2 separate regions of the Sus scrofa genome follow, and region 2 is linked to region 1. Evidence: chromatin contacts called from public Hi-C data. All regions are on one chromosome and are shown on one strand. The core of a region is the stretch at or near the end of the contact, and the rest is flanking DNA. Distances in the headings are between cores, read along the strand shown.

Region 1 (6,979 bases), core at 229-2,728:
GTCTCGGTGCCTGTCCTCTGCAACCCGTGGTGTTGCCACTGGAGAAAGATGGGGGGGAACCTGCACATCTGCCCTCCGGGTAGGTGCACAGTAAAAGTCACCCTCTTTCCTGGGTTGGGGCTGGGGGCTGGGGGCCGCCCCTCCCTCTCTCCCCCCAGGGAGGGGGGATCTCTATTTAACAACCACCAGTCCCAACGGCATGGCCTGCAGGAGTGTTCAGAGAATCCAGCCCCAGCCATTAGGTAACTGCAGCTGGAATCTCTGCCTCGGGGACCTAAACCTCCTGCTTTCCACCCACAGCCTGCCCCACCTGGCCGCACCCAGGCCTGGGGTGCCTTACTCAGCTCCCCATTCTCTAACCTTCTGCAGGTGCACGCGGTGCCCTGACCCGCTCTCCTTAGTCATTCTCATAATGGGTTTGGTGAGACAGGTGCAGGGACTCTTCCCTCTCCTCTCCCAGTTGGGGGCCTGGGAAGAGAAAGAGAAGGAGGGGCCAGGGGGCTGCAGGTGGACTCGCCATGGGTGCCCCCCACTCTATCCCCCTCCCCCGCAGTCCTGTCTCCCTTCCTGTGATTCACACCGGGGAGCTCTGGGAACGACTCCCTCAAGCTGCAGTGAAAGGGAGGAGATTGAACCCCCCCCATGCAGCTGCCCCCACCTCACCCTCGAACTCTTGTTCATCCCTCTCTGGGCCTTTCAGCAAGGCTCGTGGTGTGCAGCCTGGCCCGGGGGACTCCTGGGATCTTGAAAGGAGACACAGGGTTGTGGCCAGGAAAGGGCTGTGCTGGATCTCACTTTGACTTGCACCTCCAGCCTCGGAGGGAAGAGAGCGTGTGTGTGTGTGTGTGTGTGTGTGTGTTCATTCATTCCGCAGATATTTACCCAGCCTCCCACCCCTGGCATTGCACCAAGTGCTGAACGCACAGCAGTAACTGAGGAGAGACCGGGCAAATGGCTGACCTCAGGTTCAAGGATCCAGAACCTGGATGCCCTGTCCTTCAGCCTGGGCAGAACTTGGTCATCATTCAAAGTGACCAGAACACAGGGTCGTGTCTTTGGGGGGGGGTCCACCCGTTCAGGGGAGACTCAAATGCCAGGGATCCCTTTCCTGCTGCTTCCCGGTCTGAGAATTTCTTTCCCACGAGGGAAGGAGATAAGTCCCAGGAGTCCGGGTTGCCATGGCTGGGCGACCCCAGGCAAGTTCCTTTGTTTCGGGAAACCTGTAGAGGCTGGTAGAGAGCCCTTCCATGTTCACATTCCCGGAATGGCCCTTTCCTGGGCCGGGGGTGGTGCTGGAGTGGGCTCCTGGGAGGGCGCAGCTCTCTGCTGCCCCCACCTGAGTCCAGCCTGTAGGTGGCAGGTGTCAGGTTTGGCCCTGCCCCCTCGGGCCTAGCCACTCAGCTACAAGGCCGATCCCCTCCTTTGGGGCTGGGCTCTCTTGTATAAAAGGCCATCCGGGGAGCTGTCCCCCACCGAGAAGCAGCTCTCGACTCCTTGAATCTCTGCTCCGGCCTACTCGCCTCCTCTCCAGCCTCCACCATGTCCATCCGGGTGACCCAGAAGTCCTACAAAGTGTCCACCTCCGGCCCCCGGTCCTTCAGCAGCCGCTCCTACACCAGCGGGCCGGGCACCCGCATCAGCTCCTCGGCCTTCTCCCGGGTGGGCAGCAGCAGCAGCAGCTTCCGGGGTGGCCTGGGCTCTGGCATGAGTCTGGTTGGAGGTTACGGTGGGCCCTCAGGCTTGGGAGGCATCACAGCTGTCACAGTGAACCAGAGCCTGCTGAGCCCCCTTAAGCTGGAGGTGGACCCCAACATCCAGGCCGTGCGCACCCAGGAGAAGGAGCAGATCAAGACTCTCAACAATAAGTTTGCCTCCTTCATCGACAAGGTGAGAGCTCCCCCTGCGTGGCTGGCTGTGCCTGGGGCCCCGTCCAGGATCCCAGCCCTTTCTCTTGGTCACCCCACCCTTCGTGGGCACATCTCCAGGCCCCTACTACTCACCTTCCGCTGGGCACCACCCACCCTGGCAACACTTTCTCTTCCAGCTGAGAACGCCGCCCTGCCGGGTGTACTTTGGTTTGGGCAGGGGAAGGGCTGCGGGTGGGGCGGGGTCTGGGCGGCTTCTGACCCTCAATCTCGGGGCTCCTTCCCTCCCTGGCCCACCTCACCCCAACAGAGGGCTGACCCTCTGTAAAGCCTCCAGCCTGGTAGACTCCCAGCTCTTCAGCTGTGGGCTGGGAGGGGAGCTCACTCTGCTTCCCTAGCGCCACCTCAAGGGCTTCCCAGTGGGGCCCCTGTGCTTCAGTTTTTTTTTTTTTTTTTAAATAAACAGAGGTTTGATAGGATTCTGGGAGAAGGAAGCAGGTGTCTTGATTCAAACAGGCAAATATTGATCGAGGCCTTTGGCGTCTCAGGGCCCCAGTGTGGGGGGCATCAGTAAGACTCATTCCTGGGCCGGGCTGGAACCGGCCGTGTGGGTGGGGTCGGGCGGGGCAGAGACCCGCCCCTACCGTGGGGTGAGGGGCAGAGGCCCGAAGTCCTGGAGATCTGCCCCTCCACCTGCCGAGCTCATAGCATCTGGGGTTGCGTGGGTGTGTCGGAGTGGGGTGGGGGGACGCCAGGGGCTGGCTTCAGGAAAGCCCATCCAGGATTCAAAGTCTGCGGGGCGTGGGACACCCCACCCGGGTTTCACGTCCCGTTAAACTCCGGAGTTTATGGCTTCAGATAAGGCGTCTGTCCGCCAACGCCCCTCCCCGCTCGGCCCTTGTCCCCTCTCACTGTCCCCTGCCCTGGCTCCGCCCCAAAGGCTTGGCTCCACTCTCCCAGGTAAACCTCCAGGCCGGGTTTTGCAGCCTTGGGGGGTTTGCTGCCTCAGGGGCCCCAGGGCTCCCAGCTCCTGGGAGGACCGGCCCCTCCCTGCTGGCTGGCTCCTGGGAGGCCTTGTGGGAGCGGAGGGAGGGAAATCCTGGGGCAGATTTCAGCCTTTGGGAATTGGAGCCTTCCCCCCCTCCCCCGACCAGGAAGCCGGCCTCCCGTGGTTTGGGGAGGGCTTGCTGCCGCCTTGGTTTTAAACACCCTTGACTCCTTGACTGCCTTTTGCAAGCTCTGGGGTCCCAGTGAGTAGGTAAGCACAGGCTGAGCCCCAAGTCCTGGTTCCCGTGCCCTGCCCTTTCCTTTGATGGGCTACTTTGCTAAATCTGATTTCCTCATCTGTAAAATGGGCACACTGATCCCCAAATCAATGAGGTTTTGCCTCTTCAAGCAAATAATGTATGTCAAGAGCTTAGCGGTGCTTGGTCCCCATTAAACACTCCAATAAGGCTACAAGGTAAAAATCACTTATTTATTTATTTTTTTTTTGCTTTTTAGGGCCACACCTGCAGCATATGGAGGTTCCCAGGTTAGGGGTCTAATTGGAGCTACAGCCACTGGCCTACGCCAGAGCCACAGCAATGCAGGATCCGAGCTGCATCTGTGAGCCACACCACAGCTCACGGCATTGCCAGATCCTTAACCCACTGAGCAAGACCAGGGATTGAACCCTCGACCTCAAGGTTACTAGTCAGATTCATTTCCACTGCACCACAGTGGGAACTCCTAACGTCACTTATTTTTTAAATAATTTGGGGGCAGAATGAGCTGGGGAAGAAAGGGATTTACAGAGAGGGCTTCGCTGGCTCTGGACCAGACCCTTAAGGCAATCTTCTCTTCTGAGTCCTCCCATTTTTAAAGTTGAACTTGGGGTTGATTAAGCGAAATGCAGTCCTCTTTTTGGAATCAGCCTATGATTCTTTTTCAAAATTTCCCGTCCCACAGGCCTTAATTTTGTCCTGAAATCTAGATTCCTTGAGCTCAGGGAACTGAGGACCTCTGTGTTTAGGGCAGAAGAGGGTTGCAGATTCGGGGTGGAGGGGGGTAGGGTGGGCTTGGATGTTGGAGAACTCCGAGGGCTGTGGGGAGGAGGGTGTCTTCAGTTTGCAAACGGATTTCCCTAGCTTCTTGCCTCTTTCTTGGCTAAAAGTGACTTCTGCACAGAAGTGGGGCTCCTGATAGGGTCTGCCTGAGTACTTCCAGGCTATTGTCGGGTTGAAGAGACCAGGCCCGGAGAGGGGAGGCAGCTCAAGGTCAGTAGCAGTGTTTGGCTAAAACCTTGGTCTTGTGGCCAACGCTGTCCAGGTGGTAGGGCTAGAGTTTCCCCATCATCGTTGAGTCCCTCCAGGCCACTCCAAATCATAATGGCGATGTCAATATTATTTGATATAAACCACCTATATTTTCTTTTTCAATCATATATAAAATGTTACTCAAAACGTGGCTACTTTTATTGACCTGTAATATACAATCTAAGTCAATAGGATCTATTTGATCCCTAAAGAGAGCTTCAATATGCCCGCTAGCTACCCCCAGCCCAGCCCTAGAGGGACACGGCTCTGTACCCCACTGCCCATGCTCTCTCAGATCATAGGTAATTCCCCCCCAGAACAGCCCAACAGATTCTGGGGTTCCAGAGACACCCCCCCACACTGCTTGGGGAGTAGATTAGGGGAAAAGACAGTGCTTGCTTCAGCCTAGACCTTGAGCCCTGTCCTGATATGCGATGTGGATCTTTTTGCTCGTATGCAGGTGCGGCACCTGGAGCAGCAGAACAAGGTTCTGGAGACCAAATGGAACCTCCTGCAGCAGCAGAAGACGGCCCGGAGCAACATCGACAACATGTTCGAGAGCTATATCAACAACCTCCGGCGGCAGCTGGAAACCCTGGCCCAGGAGAAGCTGAAGCTGGAGGTGGAGCTTGGCAACATGCAGGGCCTGGTGGAGGACTTCAAGAACAAGTGAGCCTCCCTCCTCCCCACCGGAAGTCATCCTGCCCTGCCCCCCACCCCCCTTGGGACCCGAAGCCTAAGACCCCAAGGCCCCTCTGCTTGTTGGTCACTGCAGCCCTACATAATTCGGGGGACCACTGGACAGGTGTTCTCCAGACAGTCGACATTTGTGTCCACTGTCCCAGGGTAATTTTTTTTTTTTTGTCTTTTTGCCTTTTCTAGGGCCACTCCTGCGGCACATGGAGGTTCCCAGGCTCGGGGTCCAATCGGAGCTGTAGCTGCTGGTCTACGCCAGAGCCACATCAATGCGGGATCCGACCTGCGTCTGCCACCTACACCACAGCTCACGGCAACGCCGGATCCTTAACCCATGGAGCAAGGCCAGGGATCGAACCTGCAACCTCATAGTTCCTGGTCGGATTCGTTAACCACTGAGCTGCAATGGGAACTCCTTTTTAAAAAAAATTTTTTTTCCAGCGTAATTGTTAATAGCACCTCCCCTCCCCCTTCAGTCTCTGCACTGTCCCGATTTGGACAGCACATTATCTGCTGTTGTTTACACAGTAAACCCAAGATGAGAGACCCCAAGTAGCCAACAGGCCTCTGTTGGATAGGAACAGCTCTGGCCCCTGTTTCTTCCTTACCCCTGATTTCCAGCACATTCCATAAAGTTCCTTCTGAGGTCTCATGGCAGTCCCTGCTGTTAGCCCTCCTAATGTGCCTACTCGCTCCAGGGTGTATTCATGGATTTGGAGAGAGATTTCCTGCTCCAGGCTGGCTGACAATAGCGTGGGGTCAGGGTGGGGAGAGCTGGTTAGGGCAGGAGAGGACCAGACCGGCCATCTCCTACCTTCTTGCATTTCCATGAACTAAATTGTCTAAATATTCTCCCCCTTCCCCAAAGACCCACGGCAACCTCATCTTTGCCTTCATCCTCTGATTCTGAGTCTCTTGCTCACCAGGTATGAGGAGGAGATCCAAAAGCGTACCGACATGGAGAATGAATTTGTCATCATCAAGAAGGTGAGGTCCTCCGGCTGGACCCTGGAGCCTGGAACTTAGAGACTCAGGCTGGAGGCGTTCTGTCCTTAAATGGGTCTACATGGTGCAACAATATTCGGGGGCCTCCCCGGTATCTAGCATGGAAGGACAGAGAAGCAGTTAGGTGCATCAGATTTGAGTTCTGCACATCCATGTTGAGACATGGTTAAGAAAATGGAGCGGTAGCGTTCTCCTGTGGCCCAACGGTTTAAGGCTCCAGCTTTGTTATGGCCGTGGCTTGGGTCGCTATTGTAGTTTGGGTTTGATCCCTGGCCAGGGCACCTTCCACTGCAGGCAGGGCCAAAAAAAAAAAAAAAAAAAAAAAAGAAAAAGAAAGAAAGAAAGGAAATGGAGCAGGAGAATTGGAGGTCTGGCTTTAGAAGGCTTCCAGGAGGAGGCAGGTGGGGGAAAGTAAAGATGCTTCGGCTGGGGATGCAGGTGTGATGGGGCAGCCACTGGACTGGCTTGGGCCCCACACAGTGAGGTGGAGGAGTTAGTGAATTAGAAAGTTCTCAGTCTAGGCCCTTGGGTGCCCCTGGCTTGGGGCTGGGTGTGGGCATTCTGCTCAGGCTCCCCCCCGCCCTGCAGGATGTGGATGAAGCTTACATGAACAAGGTCGAGCTGGAGTCCCGCCTGGAAGGGCTGACCGACGAGATCAACTTCTACAGGCAGCTGTATGAAGAGGTAGGTCTTTGGGCCCCGGCCCCATCGGAGGCTCCTCCCAGCGCCTAGCGCACCCGCAGACAACAGCCCACCCCTGAGTAGTTAAGAGCTGCCAATAGTAACCTGCTGTGAGAACATTCTATGCGTTCTGTCCACCTGTGTGTGTGTGGGGCTTTATTACCCCCTTTTGCAGATGAGAAAAATGGGCTCAGAGGACTGAAATATTCTGTCCAAGGTCATTATACACAGGGTGGTGGCCCAGCTGCAGCTCAGGCCTGCTCTGTCCCTGGGATCTTAATTTGAATCCTTGGGCCATATCGAATGGGAGGAGCCCTCCAGGGGCCATATCAGCAGCTGAGAGTGTGGGACGGCTCTGCCCTGCCGGTCACTCACCCAAAGCCAGGTCTCCTTTGATCTTGGCCTCGTTTCATCTTTACCTCCCGCCAGGTTCCA
Region 2 (7,563 bases), core at 1,163-3,662, 180 kb before region 1:
GAAGCCACCTCCAAGCCCTCCCCCAACCCCCCTAGAGCCTGAGGATGATAGATGGGGTGTCTTGGACCGTCAGCCAAAGCCCTTTCTTTTCTTCCCCTCCCCCTCCCCCTTCTTCACCCCTGACTTACTCAAGCAGGGACTTGCGGATGATGAAAACTTTTCGTTTCCCCAAGGATGGCTCCCGGGTCCTGAATTGACACAGTTGTTCTGGGTCAGGACCCAAAGGGAGAAGGCGGCGGGCAGAGGGCAGGGCCTTGCAGAAGGTCCATACTTAGGAGCCAAGGGCACTAGTAGCAGAAGGTGAGGGTTAGGGCCAGGGGGCAGGACCAGCTGGAAAGGCAGTGTCAGGAAGGCCGAGGCGATAAGAGGAGGAGAGGAAAAGCTGAACTCGGGGTCACGTGAGATGATGTCTGTGGCTCATAATCCTTACGGTGGAGGAGGCTGCTTAACTGTTCCCCAGCCCCCTGGCCCATCAGACGCTTACTTGCTCAAGGACCCTGCAGGGATGGAGGGCATCGGGCCGCCTTGTGGTGGGTAGGATTGAACAGCCTCCCACATGGCTCGATCCAGCAGCTCGGTCAGCTGGCCCTGCGCCTGCTCCAGCAACTGCGTCTTCACAGCCTATGAGACAAAGCAGGGCAGAGCCCACGGTCCCTCCATCCAGTTAGCCATCCTCTCATTCACCAGACGTTTCCTAAGCCTCCTTCTACGCCAGGCACGTTGCTAAGTGCTAGCGATGGACCGATGACAAGTACGGTTGCCGCCCAGAGGTTCCCCCCAAACTCAACTCCCTCTGGCTTCTCAGGGCAGCAGTGAGGATCCAGGAAAGATACTCCCAGTCCCTGGGTCTGAAACCCAACCACTGCATTATCTCTGACCCCACTCTCTTCCCTGTCCTGACCTCTAGCCCTGCCATCAGAAGACTGTTCACAGGCTGACTTTGGACCCCTGCCCTGATAACCTGCCTTTCAAACTCTTCCGTCTTAACCCCGGATCCGCGAGGGCTGAACCCAAAAACAAATTGTCTTTATCACCCAGCCAGTCCCCACCCCTTCCTCCCTTTACTCTAGGACCTGTCCATGTTGACCTCTGACCTCACCTGCATATGCCGGGTCCATTGTACCAAATCTGGGCCTCTGTGTGTCTCATTGTTTCCTAGGAGATGGGGTCAAAGGGGAAGAGTTAGGGTTCTGTTGCCTTGTGCAAACCCAGAGGCATCCTGTGTCCAGGCAGTGCTTTCTGTGTGCTCAGCAGCCTCCCCGCCTCCCAGCCAACAGTCAATATCTAGTATCATCAGAGGGGGGTGGCAGGCAATCAGAAGGGGAAGTTTTCGTTTGTTTGCTTTTTGCTTTTTAGGGCCAAATTTGTGGCATATGGAAGTTCCTGGGGCTAAGGGTTGAATCAGAGCTGCAGCAGCCAGCCTACACTACAGCCACAGCAACACCAGATCCTTAACCCACTGATCGAGGCCAGGGATCGAACCCACATCCTCTTGGATACCAGTCGGGTTCTTAACCTGCTGAGCCACAATGGGAACTCTGGGGAAGTTATTTTTGCAGGGGGATGAGGAGGCCCCTGGCAAGCAAGGAGCCTGATCACATTACTAGAAACGGGGACCCAGGGAGCAGGAAGCTATTCTCGCTCTCTCTCTTTTTTATCTCTTGTCGCTTTAGGGCTGCACTCGCAGTATATGGAGGTTCCCAGGCTAAGGGTAGAATCAGAGCTGTAGCTACCAGCCTACGCCACAGCCACAACAACTCAAATCTGAACCACGTCTGCCACCTACACCACAGCTCAGGGCAACGCTGGATCTTTAACCCACTGAGAAAGGCCAGGGATCGAACCGGCATCCTCATGGATTCTAGTCGGGTTTGTTAGCCTCTGAGCCAGAGCGGAAACTCCAGGAAGCTATTCTGATCACCCACTCAGGTGAAAGAGTCAAAAAGATACGGCAAAGCACTGAATATCCCTTCTCTCCTCCCCTCCCCAACTGGCTCGTTAGGTGGCAGAAGCTGGGTCGTTAGGGGGCAGAAGCTGGGTCTGTCCCAGAACAGCAAGAAGGAGTGAAGATAAACAGCAGGAGCCCCCTCTGACAGCGTATGCCCACCTCCAACCCCACCTGGGCGATCTGCACTCCCAGATCGGGGCTCCCCTTCTCTGCAGGGCTGGTCCTCCTGCTCTTTTCCTAGCCCTCCTCTCTGCCGCAGCTGGGCTGCCCTGGGCTCCATGATGTGTCTTCACCAGGCAGTGGTGGCCAGTGAGCGTTCCCTCCCTTCCTTCAAGCTTGCCTGGCCACGCTCTTATCTCCCTCGGCTCCTCTAACAGCTCCAAAGTCCTTTCAGGAGGAGGGGTTTAGAGGTTATCCAGGAAGTCAGCACCATCTCAGCCCTGGCTCCGCTCTGCTGGCTGTCACAGGCATGGACACAACCCCCCAACAAATAGCCCAACCTCCGCCCATGGGCCCATCTCCCTCCCACAGGAATGGTGGGCTCTCGACACCCATGCAAGTCGTGGGGAGGCGACCTCGCCTCTCTGAGGCTTATCACCTGGCCTGGCATCCTTCCAATCTCTTTCCAGTAGGCTGAAGGTCAGGAAGGAGCCAGAAATATCTGCAGGGATCGGTGCTCTCAGCTCCCTTAGACCATGATAAGGTGTGTGCAAGAAACTTGCTGATGACTCTGACTCTTTGTGTACGTGGGGTTTCTATCCTGATGAGCTTGGCACCTGTGACAACAGGTGGTGCCGTGGCCCCTCCAGGAAGTGCTAGGTACCAGGGCCCCTTGCACAATGGCTCCTCCCTCCACCTGCTGAGCTTAGGCGGTAGGCCAACAGGAGGCAAAACAAGCACTTATTCAGCACCTGAGGAATACCAGGTGCACTTATTCAGCACCTGAGGAATACCAGGTGCTGTCACATATGGAAGAACCAGATTTAAATCCTCCCTCGTTGATCATTTACTGGCTGTGGATCTTCAGGCAAATAACCCATATAGTTTAAGCTACGGGTTTCTCCTGTGAAAAACAGGCACCAGTCTCTACCTCACGGGGCTACTGTAAGCACCAACTGAGGTAGTCCAAGGAAAAGCAGGCAGTCCAGGGCCTGGTTCAGGGCAAGAGCTCAATAAATAATAGTTTCCTTCCTACCTTAGAAATCTATACATAGAACTTCCATATGACCCCGCAATCCCACTCTTGGGCATCTATCCGGACAAAACTCTACTTAAAAGAGACACGTGCACCCGCATATTCATTGCAGCACTATTCACAATAGCCAAGACATGGAAACAACCCAAATGTCCATCGACAGATGATTGGATTCGGAAGAGTGGTATATATACACAATGGAATACTACTCAGCCATAAAAAAGAATGAAATAATGCCATTTGCAGCAACATGGATGGAACTAGAGAATCTCATCCTGAGTGAAATGAGCCAGAAAGACAAAGACAAATACCATATGATATCACTTATAACTGGAATCTAATATCCAGCACAAATGAACATCTCCTCAGAAAAGAAAATCATGGACTTGGAGAAGAGACTTGTGGCTGCCTGATGGGAGGGGGAGGGATCGGGAGCTTGGGCTTATCAGACACAACTTAGAATAGATTTACAAGGAGATCCTGCTGAATAGCATTGAGAACTTTGTCTAGATACTCATGTTGCAACAGAAGAAAGGGTGGGGGGAAAAATGTAATTGTAATGTATACATGTAAGGATAACCTGACCCCCTTGCTGTACAGTGGGAAAAAAAAAAAAATAGTTTCCTTCCCCTTGAGAGTTCCTCTTTGTTGGGCTCCTGCTGGGGATTAACTATTAATCCTTCCTCTCCCTTTGTGTCCAAAGATCAGTCTTAGAAACAAGGTCAGGACCTCAGACCAAGGCCATGGCCTCTCCCTGCCCCCACCTTCGGCCTCTCCCTCCGTGGTGGTGGGTGGTTGGATGAGACGTGAGGCCAGGAAACCTCTGCCAGTGGCTGTCCCTGCCATTCCAAGTGTGGTGGGAAGGACCAAATGCAGTCCACAGGAGAAGAGGGTGGCTGCGGGGGCTGGATGGGATGGGGGTGATGTAGGGAGGAGGGACAGCGACTCCAGAAATGTGGGAGGTGAACACAGAAGAGACATAAGCCAGAGACCCCAACACGGCTTTATTAATACCCCACGCCAACACCAACAATCTTTCCATGCGTGAGGTCCTGGGGTGAGGGGGACAATGTGGCAGGGCCAGAAGGTAGAGTGCTGGGCCTCCGAGTTACTCATCACTCAACAAATAACCCAAGATGATGGCCCCACGCTCCTGCCGGTGGCCCTGCAGCCTCCCACCCAGCCTTAGCCGCTGCTCCCGGAGGGGCAGGGGGCGTTTCCATCACCATCTGGGGACCCGGCCAGGGGCTGGCCCATCCGATCCACACACCAGCAGGGACCTCGGCGCTGTCCCTGGGAGGAGCGGCACTGGAGAGAGAGGCGCAGGGATCAGAGGTTTGGCCAAGGCTCTGGCAGGAGGGAGGGGAGGGGCCCCATGGGTTGGGGATTCTCCTTGGACTCCTGAGCCTGGGTCGTAGTCTAAGTCTGAGCCTTCTCAGGACAGGGAGGCCCGCTGGGTTCCCTCCCTTGGCTTCTCTTCCCCACCCACCAAACTGTGGCCATACTTCTAGGCCAAAAGAGCAGTTCTCCAAGCGTGGTTCCCAAGCATCAGCATCACTAGAGACTGCCTTAGAATGTAAATTCTCATAGTTTCTGCTGTAGCTCAAGGGATCGGCAGTCTTGGGAGTGCTAGGACACAGGTTCAATCCCTGGCCTGGCACAGGGGGTTACGGATCCGGCATTGGCGCAGCTTTGGCTTAGGTTGCAACTGCAGCTTGGATCATCTGCTCTCTGGCCGGGAACTCCATGTGCCATGGGGGCGGCCAAAAAAGAAAAAAAAAAAAATGTAAATTCTCCAGCTCTGCAGGCAGGGCTCAGCCATTTGTGTTCACAGCCCTCTAAGTGGGTTCTCAGGCCCCTCGAGTTTGTGAGCCTCTGAGTCAGGCACTACTTAGGCAGTCTAACTCCTCTCCTACTGCTGCTGTTGGTTATTCTCTATGTCTGTGTGGGCCCTAAAGTTGGGAGATTCCTAAAATAGGGGCTGTGTCTTATTTCTGTCACTCCATAAGCCCCCCACCCCATGCATCCAACCCCAGGTAGGAGCTGGGATGAACAGATGGACCAAGAGAGGAGAGAAATGGCCTCACCTGCCGCTTCCGATAGAAGCCCCGGTGGTCACAATTAGGCACGTAGAGGGTGTGGGCCCCTCGGAAGACCTCGGTCTGGAGTTGCTGCAGCACTGAGTCCAGATGTCTGCGGCAAGGGCCCTGGAAGAAGCAACAGCTCCACTGCAGCGCCTGCTGGCCTCCCCCAACCAGGCTCCCAGGATCCACATGAGTGACTTCTCCAAGCCCAAGGGATCAGTCTCAGATGGGACTCTCCAGGGCTCCCCACCCCTCCTGCTCCTTCCCAGCCCCAAACGCACCATCTCAGTGTCTTGGACGCCCCCAGGATTGGGCCGGGAGGGAGTGGTAGAGGTCCCCGGACTCTTCTGTGGGTCCCTGCGGTTCACGTCCTGCGAGCGCGTGGTCCCTGCTTGGGGCTTACTCTCCTTAGGATTCTCCCCTACAGCCACAAGATGAACGGAGGAAGAAGAGGCTGGAAATCAACCAGATGTCAAAGACCACAGCCAAGTGGAAACTAGCAGGGCTTCCAGAGTAGTGATGGGGTTAAGAAGTTGGCTTCACCCCCTCCTGGCCTCAGTTTCTTTTTCTGACAAATGGTGACATTACCTTTCCTGACAATATCTCCAGACTAGTGTTAAGGTTTATAAGGGAAAAGCCTTTCGAAAAGCAAAAAATCAATTAAAAGTCAATTTTTAAAAAATCAAAGAAATATAAATCAGAATAAAAAAAAATTGAGAGGCCCTGAGCTTTGGGTGGAAAGACCTGGCAGTTCCACCAGACGCCAGCAGGGGGTGCCCCAAGCCAGGGAGATGGGGCAGAAGAGCAATGGCCGCCAGAGGGGGTCAGCAGGGACCCAAGTGGAATGTGTGTCCCCGCTGTGACCCTGCTGTGATTCAGCCCACCCTTCCCAGGCCTGAGACATGGTTACTTTGGGGGCGCTGCAGTGGGGCCTCTCTCTTCTGGTTTCCTGAGGCTCAGCCCAGCTCAACCCCACTGGTCCCAGGAGCCTGTGTGATTCAGCCCTTAAGGGGGGGGGGGGAGGGCGCAGGCAAGTTGCAAAAGTGCAGGGATGAGGGGCTTCCAGCCTTCAGGCTGTTTCTGACTCTGGAGAAAGTTTCACACATGGTACTGGGGGGCTTGGGGAGAGCTTGGGATGGGAGGGGAGAGTCCGGGAGTAGGATGAAGAAAAGACAGGGAGAAGAGCAGGCACGGCTTGGAATTTGCCCCAGCTGTAAAATGAGATCGTATGAGCCCTGAAGTGACCGACTTTCCCTCTCCAGGTCCAAAGACAAGCTCTGCTCAGTCGCCGACCCTCAAACCTGGACAGTTGCTCCCCCTACTCCTCCAAACCCAAGAACCACTTCTGCTGCAAATCCTGAGTCTGACCCCTCATCCTCCACACTCCTCAGACTTTGTCCCTCATTCCCTCTATTCAGCATCCTACTGTGACCATGCTCCGGGTCCCTCCTTTGACCCACCCAGATCAACCCTTTCTAGGAGGACCCCTAGCAGCCTGGACCCAAGCCTTTCGGAATGAAAGAAAAATCAAGTTGATTTGCCATCCTTTCCCTTCAAAGAAACCCCAGATGCCCCTGGGGTGGGGGCCATTCTCATTTCCTGCTCTCCCCAACTCCCTGCTTCCCCCCATCTTTCAGGTTCTGACTCACTTCTGTCCCACCCACCCAATGACTCAGCCTTCTATTCTCCTGTCTGGGTTAGGGTGGGGTGGGATGGGTGGAGGGTTATGAGAAGCTTTAAATCATAACTCTGGATCTGGCAGATTCCTTCTTTTCCCACCTCTATCCTAGCCTCCCCCCTTCCGCCCCCTCCCTGTAGGGGTCCCCAGCCCCTGCCCTCTGTCCCTAGTCTAGTCTGAAACAACTCTGGATTTGAGCCATCTTCTATTCTCTATCCCATGTCCAGGTGCTTTGGCCCCTCTGATATTAAGAGGAGATATCTTTCAGTGTGTGCAGGATTTGGGAGCCTGGAGTTATCTTCCCTCTTTCTCTAAGTGGAACCTGGAAACAATATCGGGGTCCTTTCTCCAGCTTGGAGGTCTAGGGCTGAAGGAGCTGGGCCGCTGTGGTATGTCCCTAAACCTTTCTCCTCAAGAGACAATAGAGGGGACAAAAAAAGCATTGGTGGCTGACACCTCCCTGCTTTATCCGCAGGGCCCCTGGCCGCACCCTAGACCTCTAGCTTCTCCCGGAAAAATGTGCGCTCCAGGATTGGAGGAGGAAGCATCATTCTGCAGACTTGCAAGACACTGAGGCTTGCAGTAGTGCCGTCGTGCATCCCTCCAGGACCCTGTCTGCAGATCTGCGGGTCTCACGTGGGCGGGGCAGGGGCGGGGC

Evidence for each region. A called contact is a pair of places that touch in the nucleus more often than the background predicts.
Region 2: a Hi-C map of embryonic fibroblasts shows a contact between it and region 1, with 2.9 times the contacts expected there. The contact joins the promoter of SOAT2 here to the promoter of KRT8 in region 1. A contact is called at or near these places in 5 of 47 Hi-C or Micro-C datasets (embryonic fibroblasts, epiblast stem cells, liver and 1 more).

Annotation. Positions count from the first base shown.
Region 1 is chr5:18,174,776-18,181,754 of Sscrofa11.1, reverse strand. It overlaps KRT8 (keratin 8), which reads left to right and starts at 1,478. Exons shown (of 9, transcript NM_001159615.1): 1 at 1,478-1,887; 2 at 4,623-4,831; 3 at 5,785-5,845; 4 at 6,452-6,547. The coding sequence starts at 1,540.
Region 2 is chr5:18,353,790-18,361,352 of Sscrofa11.1, reverse strand. SOAT2 (sterol O-acyltransferase 2) reads right to left here and starts at 2,412. Exons shown (of 15, transcript XM_021091697.1): 1 at 2,108-2,412; 2 at 1,100-1,155; 3 at 485-621; 4 at 129-188. The coding sequence starts at 2,228. IGFBP6 (insulin like growth factor binding protein 6) reads right to left here. Exons shown (of 4, transcript NM_001100190.1): 2 at 5,509-5,648; 3 at 5,231-5,350; 4 at 4,133-4,451. The coding sequence ends at 4,329.